Linked DNA regions of Sus scrofa: region 2 is linked to region 1. A link is a contact called in public HiChIP or PLAC-seq data. All regions are on one chromosome and are shown on one strand. Each heading gives the region's core, a stretch centred on a gene start, on an enhancer-like site or on the middle of the called end of the contact. The rest is flanking DNA. Distances are from core to core; before and after follow the strand shown.

Region 1 (4,751 bases), core at 2,017-4,516:
CACAGATCCAGGAGGACCCAGGAGAGCAAAGGAAGCCTCTGATGCTCAATTGGCCTCTCCCTCACATGTCTAAAAGAGCAAAACCACTTGGCAATCTCGATGCCCACTTGTAAGGTGTCATGAGCTGGCAGGAAAGGCATCTTTGGGCTGGAATTGCAGGTATCTGTTCACAGCAGATACATGTATCACTAACTGACCACAAGAGGGCGTGGGAGAGCAGCACGCACTCCTGTGGCAAGGAGCATGCCCACCACCCTGACTTTGGGTTCAAATACTACTTCCCACTGAAAGACACCAGGGCTCCTTGGAGAAAGGCTGAATCTAGGGCTGGGAAAGAGAAAGGACAAGCTGATCCTATATTAAGATATGCCAGAGGAGAAAAGAAGTGTTCCGGGTAAGATGGAGAAACAATAAAATAACACAAAAGTCACCATGAATAGGCTACCACTGGCCAATGAAGGACAATTCAAACCTCAAGAGGGACAACAACAATAATGGACTATAACCCAGTGGGTAAAGTACAGACACACACAGCGTGATGAGGGGCAGTTACTTATACAGTTTAAAAGAACCTCCCTCAAAAGCCACACACGTTAATTGCCAGGAGCACATTCACCCAGGGAAGAAGCCAGGGAGGCCCCACCAGGCACAGGAGGAGTCCATCATCATTCCCAGGTCAGAACACTTCACCAGGAAGCACCAGACAATCTTCACATGCCATGCATAGCCTTCAACACTGTCAAAGGCACAAGAGCCAAGGACAGGCCCAGCAAGGGTTCCAGAGCAAGAAATATGAGGAGACACAACTAGGCATGGGCTTCTGGGGTGGAGCTGATGGAACAGCTGTGACGCCAGCATGGATGGTGGTTATGCAAGGAAACGGCCTGTCTGTAGGAAACACTAAATGCAGGGTGAGCGACAGACTCTAACAGGCAAGACATCACTGGGAACTGGGCTCCCAGTTAATCTGTCATAGTGACTGTTTAAAAAAGCTAACTTCAGGAGTTCCTGTCATGTCTCAGCAGTAACGCACCAGACTAGTTTCCATGAGGACATGGGTTCAATCCCTGGCCTTGCTCAGTTGGTTAACGATCTGGTGTTGCCCTGAGTTGTGGTGTAGGTGGCAGACATGGCTAGGATGTTACGTTGCTGTGACTGTGGTGTAGGCTGGCAGCTACAGCTCTGATTCGACCCCTAGCCTATGAACCTGGGAACTTCCACATGCCAAGGGTATAGCCCCAAAAACAAACAAACAAACAAACAAACAAGCAACTTTGTGACTAACTTTCCTCAACAGAACTGGGAGGTGACAGCCAGGCTGACCTTCATTCTTCCACCTTTATTTCTTCTTCCTTCCAAAGGAAACCTCAGAATTTTATCAGCTGCAGTTACACAGCTGTCTGCTCTGTAAGGAACACACCCAAAAATAACAGAATGGGATTCTAGTGACACCTAGTGACCTTAGGTATTCCATGAAAGTTCACACTTTCAGGGGAAAACATGAGCCATGGAATGGACAGGCAGTTAAGAAAAGAAGAATGGACATGTGACATAGAAAATAAAGGTCAGGTTGGCAGTCATCTCTAAATTATATCAAAGGAAGTTCATGCTCACTAAAAATCAAGGAAATGCAAATGAAGTCAACTTTAACTTTTCGCCTACAAAGTAGGAAAGATTAAAAAGTCTGATAACTCACACAGCTAGAAAGAACAGAATTTAGCACATTTTTCTCCCAGAATGCAACTTGATAGTATCTATCATAAGTTTAAATATGTAAGCCATATGAATCCAAAAATCCATTTTTGGAATTTAAAGCTGTGTAAAGACTTATACCCCTACCAAGAAAGTAATGTATACAAAGGCTTGATGTTGTACTATTTCTGATTGGAAAGAAAAGAGAAAGAAATGGAAAACTTCATACTTATTAATAGGAGGTAGGTTACATAAATTACTGGGTATCTATTACAAAAGACTATATATGTGTTTTTTTTAAAATAAGATACATCTCTATGTAAAAACATGGAAAAATGTTCTCTAGTACACTCATAAATAAAAAAGCATATATATGTCCCATGGGAAAAAATCTATTGATTTACAAGGATGTGTATATACGTATACATCAATCAATGTAAATGCATTATGTATACTTCTTTTTATATGCTCAGTAAAAAATCTGAAACTATGTATCCTAAATTCTCAATGGTAGATTTCTCCCAACTGAGGGGAGTTCTGGAAGATAAGGCTTGAAGTGGATTAAGTGGGGATTTTTTACTTTAAAAATATGCACACATTTAAATACAAATACATTTAATTCAAAAGAAAGTTTGCTTTCAAAATAGCAAAAGGAAATCTAAAAATCACTAATTAACTTCATATAATTAAAATCTGACTGTATTACAACAAACAATAACAAACAAAGAAAAAATTTGTATTAAAAATGTGATTAAGTTCACTTTAAAAGGAGCTTAGAGACTGCCTTTGGGTAAAGTTATAATTATTATGGACTTGGAGTTTCCATGAACCTCTTGGGCTAAGCAGGGGCAGAGATAGAGAAAGGAGATAAGGAGGAAAGAAATTAGGAGAAAGACCAGCAAAGGAGCAGAACAGCAGGACGAAAACCATAAGTGAAAGTGCCACGTCAAGACAGCTGGAGGCCTTGCTTCAGTACAGGAAGGCCCAGCTGTCAGGTGACACTTTTGCCCCAGTTCTCCACTAAGTTCAAGCTTTTAGTAACGTGCCCGTATAACCTTTTACATGGAGCTCTGATACCTCCTCTGTTCATCAACTGTTGGGACAAATACTTCCTGAGCACCTACTATGTGTTAGATGCTTAGTGGAAACACAGCTACAGAGGACAATAAATACAGAGGCTGAACTTATGGGGTTTGCATCATAAGGAAAGACCTTGATACAAGGCTAGGTAGACAGACAGACAAATGAGCAATTAAGTTTTACCGCACAAAAAAGAAATAAGGAATTGAGAGAGGGAGTCACAAAGGGGACTCTACTGTAGATTAGGGGACAGAGAGAGCACTTCAGGGAAGCTGACCCTGAAACAGGACACACATGAAGGAGCTGAGTCCAGAAGAGGGTTAAGCAGCAGGAAAAGAAGGCAGAGTCCCAGGTAGCACACTCCCAAGAACTGGGTCCTCCATCTGAGGACACAGAAAGACCAGAGTGTCTAGAGGATACAAACAGGAGAGTGGGTCAGCCGAGGCTGGGATAGGCTGGAGATGAATCATGCAGAGCTCTGAACAGAGGTCAGCAAACCCTTCCTGTAAAACAGTGAATACTGCAGGCTTTGTGGGCCACACTGCTCAATTTTGCATGTGCAGTACAAAGGCAGGCAGTCACAATACACCATCAACTGTGCATGGATGTGTTGCAGTAAAACTTTATTGATGGACAGTAAGATTTGGATTTTATGCAATTTTCATGTGTCATGAAATATTCTTTTGATCCCCCCTCCCAAACTTTTAATATTGTGAAAACCACTGTTAACCCATGGGCCATCACAAATAGGGTGGTAGGCTACATTTGGCTCCTGGGCCACTTGTCAGCTATTCCCTGCTTGAGACCATTTAATTCTAAATAATTTAATCGCAGCAAGAGGATAAAAGTGATTTATGTGTTAAAAGTGTTATATCTGCTGATGTACAAGAAATGAAAGGAAAGAGGGGCAGGCAGGAATGAGGCAAGATGAGAGTTGTCTGGACTGAAGTGGCCGGTGGGCAGCAGCAGATGAAGAGCCATGGCAGGTCTGAGATAAAACCAATGGGCCATTTTAATGGATGGCCTAAGAGGTGAGGGAGAGTTCACCTCTTAGGTGAAGGACAGCTGCCTGATTCTGAATCTTCCCCCATACCCTCCCATGAAAAATCAATTAAGAAGGAACAAACATAAAGACACACATGACCTGTACTTTCATCAAAACTTCAAATGATATACAAGTAGAAAGATAATCCAGATTCCAGTACAGCCTCCAGTCCAGGGATGCAAAAAGCAGGGGAGAAGAGGCTATGACTCCATAGAGAGAGTGGAGGGGCCTGGAGGACTCAGGTGAAGCACATGAAAATCAGGCTGAAAAAGAGGAAGTCTGGGACGAAACGCCCAAATACAGAACACAGTGGTTCAGAGCACTTGTTAATAGGGAATGGGCAGGAATGTGAGCTGGCCCAGAACCAAGAGGCTCCAAAAAGCATTGATTCTGAGCAAGAACCAAATACATGGAAAAGTGGCAAGCCTCAGACAAATAGCAATGAAGGAAAAAAAGGAACTAAGGGGAAAACATTTAAGGGTCCTGGAGTATTAAAGGCAATCCCCCTTCCCAACATCAGCCACAAAAAGGACTATGCAAGAGAGCAGAACTAACACAGGAGGGTGCTATGAACTAACACAGAAGGAAGCCTTACCTATAAAATCAAATGCAGTAGCACAAAGGACATTGTATCCATAAAAAACTACTTGAAAAAGAAAATGTAGTCAAACCATTTCAGCTGATGAAAATCTTCCTTCCCCCAAATAAAAACATATATAAAGCTGAAGAATATAACACAACCCTCATACCTGAATCAAATACTGTCAAACAACCATTTGGGAAAATCCATCATCCAGTCAGCCATCATCCACCTATATGTGTGAGATATTTCTTGAATCATAAACATAAAAACAAAGAACAGCAGCAATTAAAAAAAAAAAACAACAGAAAGACAATAAACAAGAGCCGATTAAACTCAAAAAAGAAAAAGAAG
Region 2 (4,981 bases), core at 1,941-4,440, 370 kb before region 1:
TATTCTTGGTGTTAGCACGTGTTTTAATACTGGAAGGCCTAGAAAAGAAATTGATTCAGTGCGGTCATAAATTAGTTGGAGAACACCTCTGCAATAGAACATAACTTCTAAATTGACTTTAAGTTTCCACTAATAGACAGACCAGAATGCACTGATGCAATAATCTCATATCTATAGGACATTAAGAAAGTTTAAACTGCACTTATGTGACTTTCTCAATTTAAATCAACATTCAATACACATATATGAAACATCTACACATACAAGACACCAATGAAAACCGGTTAGAGAATCCACCCTCAAGAAGCTCATGGCCTCTCAGAAACACTTTGATTTGGAAAACTTTGACAAGAGCAAACATATGATCCTCCTTTCTGGCAACAGAATAAAGGTGGTAGCATCTTACCTGTGGTCACTAAAGATTCAGGAGCACAATTCCTATTTCTGACTCCAAGTCTGTGATTCTTTCTGTTCTACTTCTGTCCAAAGATTGATAGGGTGGGATGACTTAAATGACCCCCACTGTGTTCAACACCTGAACTCATGACTGAGGTGGTCCATGTAACACAAAATTCTGGCCTGAAACTTCTAGGGTAACCGAAGAATCTAGTTTCTTGGTAAACTTTTTAAAAATTTGGAATCTAGTTCATATACCATAGAATTCACCCTGGAGAGCAGACAATTCAATGAGTTTTAGTTTATTCACTCATGACCACTATCAAACTCCAGACCATTTTCATCACTCCAAAGACACCCTCACCCTTTGCAGACACTGCACACCCCTGTCCCTGCGACCATGGGTCTACTTTCAGTCTCTACAGATTGCCCAATTATAGACATTTCACATAAATGAAATCACAGCACATGGACTTTTGTGTTTGGCTTCTTTCATTTAGCATCATGTTTTCGAGGTTCTTCCATGTGGCAGCACACATCAGTACTTCCTCAGCTTTTATGGCTGAGTAATGGTCTTCTGTATGGCTATACCACATTTTGTTAACTGGCCGACTAGCTGACAGACACTGGTTCTCTCCTCCCTCTGGTTCTTATGAACAGTGCTGCTATGAACATTCATACAAACTGTGTATCGATGCTGCATATGAACAAGTTTTGGTGTAAACATACAGTTTCAATTCTCTTGGGTATACACACACACACACACACACACACACACACACACACACATCCCCACACACTTTCAAAAGCCTCTTTAAGTGAGAAAATATTGCAATGTATAGAGAATAATTAATCACATATTTATTTGTGCTCCTACTAGTACTAAGAATTTGTTCTTTCTACTTTCTACCTCCTACTGCCCCCCTTTCCTGGATTAGAATATTTCCTGACAATTTAACAGAGAAGGGTAGCCCTGAAGAAGTGACATGGAAACAGACTAGGAAAAAAACTGACTTGGATTTTCTACTGCCTCTCTCGAGGGAAAATTAGCCGCATAAGAAAGAACAGCTATAGTATGTTGGGATCTTCCTGCTGAAGAATTTTTAAAATGTAGAGTCGTGTGGGAAAGAAAGAGATTCCCACAACCACGGATCTGACTTAAATCCCTAGGGCAGAAGCAGTTTAATTTATTCACAAACTTATAACAAAAATCTACATAGTATATCAGGCTGGGAAACATTTATTTGTCAATTAAATTAGTTAACACTTCCTTCTTTGCTATTGGATTCAATTTTATTAAATCGATAGCTCCACAGAATCACTCTATGATGTTTGGTAAGAACAATGAATTATTAGAATCGAAGTAAGTTAGTAAGAAGACAGAAAAGTAGTATTTTCCTAGAAATGAGTTACAGTGAAGGTTTAGAAAAATCAACTTTGTGGCGGATGAGTAAGAAATGGCCGTTACTAGTATGTAAACCAAACAAAGAGAAAGTCCTCTCGCCAGGAACTGTACTACAGCACATTGTCTAGATCCAGTTCCTATCTGGCACGTTCCAGCTTTTATCACTTAGCTTTTTAAAAGAAATTTTAGTTGATATACAATGTTGTGCCAATTTCTTCTGTACAGCAAAGCGACTCAGTTATAAACATTCTTTTTTAATTCTTTTTTAATGTTCTGGCTCTTGGAAAGAAAGAGTCGACGAGGAAGAGCAAACACAAGGCGACTGGGGTGACAGAGATGCACGGAGAAGAAAATGTCTCAAGGAGAAGCAAGAAGACAATGCTCACTGGGAAACACTGAAAGGTCCAGAACTGAGACATAACCACCTGGCCCAATGGAGTGTTACCTGGACCAGTGTTTTCAAGGGTGGTTGGAATGGAGGTACAGAAAGCAGGTGAAGTGAGATATGAATGCAGGACATGACAAAAACAGCTCCTTCTTTCCCGCATGTACTTAGTAAGACAGAGTCTATCAATTTTCCAAGGCTTAGAATAATACAAGATTCCCTTACCATTACAACAAATAGTATCTGGGCTTTCTCAGAGGGTCATCAGCCACTAGACAATCCTAAATCCAGTCCACAGAGGGGGACAATTTACATCTCTGAGCAGGTTGTCTTCAACTCTCAGCAGAGAAGAGGACTCTCAGTCTCCTCAAACCTTGGGTCATTATTGTAAAACCAATCTCCTAATAATACTATAGAGACCAATTAGAATTTCATTACAGGGACAGTCAGATAACAGGAATCCACAATCACCTGCTCAGCTTGTGCCCGTCACACTGACATCACACTGCGCCCCTGCCTCTAGAGAACTATGGAAAACCCCTGAGCCCTAACAGTAGAGGAATCCTTCCTGGTCAGTGACCAATCTCTGTTTTAGAAACTGCTTTGCTTTGTTTCCACCTCCAGATCTCCTGAGCTTCTACCTAGTACTAACATTTGGGGGTCATTTGCATATGGACACCATCATTGAAGCAATGGCAGTGACTGAGAATACTGAAGGGCAGAGATGAAAAGGCAATCACGACTAACGACTCTGAGAACCAAGAGAGGTGATGCGGTACTTTGGTAAATTGGGTGTCACTGGGATTAACCTGTGAGAGTGGATGGAGAACATGTGAGAACGAGAAGGGCCCAGACTTCTTCTTCAGCACCAAAGAGAAAGAGAGAAAACAGGCAATCCTTAAGGGGGTAGACACACACACACACACACACACACACACCCTGCGTGAGAATTAGACTGTATTTGTAAACTGGGGAAAAACCTAGCAGAGAAGTGTGTGGAGGTGACGGAAGCAAAAAGAAATTACTGAAGCAACAGGATTAAGATTTTGAAATAAAGTATGACTGTATGATACAATCCTGACAGAGAAACATAACTTCTTCAAGGCAAAGAAACTATGAGATGTGAAGGGAAAAATCTGAAAAACAGAACAGAAAGAGAAAAAGAGAAAAATAAAGAATTGCTAAACACAGCATTATTGGTTCAGCTGAAATCACACAGTGCGGATTGGCTGCAGAAAGCAATCAGCATAGATTTTTATCATGTTCCAATTGCTACAGAAGGGAGAAAACAACCAGATTACTCAGGTTACAGAGGGCTAAGGAATGTCATGTCGAGGCCAGGAATGGGCAGGGACCTGGAGATGGGAGGCACAGGAGAGTGGTAAGGCCTCGACAGTGGGGAGGGCTGAGGAAAGAGGGGTCCAAGTGAAGCTAAATAGACAGGGTCAGAGGAAGGAAGGGCAAGGAGGAGGGAGAGGCAGAACCGGCTACAGATTCTGCAGGACCCAGTGCGATTTTAAGACTGTAAAAGCAGAGCATTAAGCCAGCACCAGGAGCCAGTGCAAGAAAAGGGATTTTCCCTGAGAGCCTACAAATGGAACCAGGCTATGCTTGCACCTTGATCTCAGACCATTCAGCCTTCAGGCTTCCTGAACTGTAAGAGGACACATCTCCCCTTTCAAGATACCAAGTCTATAATCATGGGTTACAGCCCATGGGGAACAAAGAGGACATTTTAGCTCCCAGGAGAAAGATAAGTTTGTCTTGTCCACTAAACCTGGGCCAATACTGGGTAGTAACTTTCTTTAGCAATGTTTGCCAGGTTGACTTTCAAAAGCTGGTTTCAGAGTGCTCAATGAATTTGTATTTCTCTGATTACCAGGGACAAAGGACATTTGTTCACAGGCATGGCTCATTTATATCGAATGCATTTCCTATTCATGTCCTTTCTGCCATTTTTCTTATTTATGGCTTTTTCTTACTAAGCAGCAGGAATTCCTTCTATAATGAATTTATTAAAACGTCATACATTGCAAATATTATTAGCTTGCCATTTGCTACTTAAATCTGTTTACATGTTTCAGATATAATAACTTTTATTCAGGGAAGTGTGCAAAGAAAAAACAATCCTTCTGTTTTTATGTTTTTTGTTTGTTTTGGCTTTTTAGGTTCACACCTATGGCATATGGAAGTTCCCAGGCTAGGGGCCAAATTGGGGTTGTAGCTGCCCAACTACACCACAGCCACAGCAACTCAGGATCCAAGCCGCATCTGCAACCTACACCACAGCTCACAGCAACTTCAGATCCCCAACCAAATGACCGAAGCCGGGGATGGAAACCACATCCTCATGGATATTAATCAGATTTGTTTCCACTGGGTCAGGACAAGAACTCTCTGTCTTTATGTTTTGAAAGGACACTTAAACTTATACAATAGCCAGTGTTATTTAAAGGATGAAAGCTAAATCCCACAAATCCTAAAGAGTTTTAAAACTACAAAAATCATGCTCTATAATATAACTCGCTTGAATAACATGAAAATTCTAGGTCTGTGGTTTGCCACTCTAGGTTTGTCACTAAAATTCCTGCCTTCCACTACTGGAGTTATAAAAGTTTAAGTCTATCATCCTGCTGGCTGCTGTGGTAAAAAACCACTATGGAGAAAGAAAATTAAGATACATGAGGTTCCAATTTTCTAGTAACTGCTGGAAAGCAAAACATCTAAAATGCATCTACGGAAAATGAGTTAAAATGAAACACTTCACATAACTGATGAGAAATTATAATTTAAAT

The links. HiChIP or PLAC-seq counts read pairs in DNA pulled down with a chosen protein or histone mark.
Region 2: a contact with region 1 is called in an H3K27ac HiChIP or PLAC-seq map of alveolar macrophages. The contact joins two enhancer-like sites. A contact is called at or near these places in 9 of 47 Hi-C or Micro-C datasets (adipocytes, embryonic fibroblasts, fetal heart ventricle and 6 more) and 2 of 2 datasets of contacts at active chromatin or transcription factors (alveolar macrophages and skeletal muscle).

The regions. Positions count from the first base shown.
Region 1 is chr15:37,471,611-37,476,361 of Sscrofa11.1, reverse strand. All of the region lies in intron 3 of MCPH1 (microcephalin), which reads right to left. Among named protein-coding and RNA genes, the nearest start is that of MCPH1, 19 kb to the right of the region's middle. Within about 2 kb of position 3,266, at least 8 of the 83 cell types and tissues checked have an H3K27ac peak or open chromatin away from gene starts, as enhancers often do. A contact at or near this core is called in alveolar macrophages, where this site is marked.
Region 2 is chr15:37,838,315-37,843,295 of Sscrofa11.1, reverse strand. AGPAT5 (1-acylglycerol-3-phosphate O-acyltransferase 5) reads right to left here. Exons shown (of 8, transcript NM_001143701.1): 6 at 1-38. Among named protein-coding and RNA genes, the nearest start is that of AGPAT5, 39 kb to the right of the region's middle. Within about 2 kb of position 3,190, at least 7 of the 83 cell types and tissues checked have an H3K27ac peak or open chromatin away from gene starts, as enhancers often do. A contact at or near this core is called in alveolar macrophages, where this site is marked.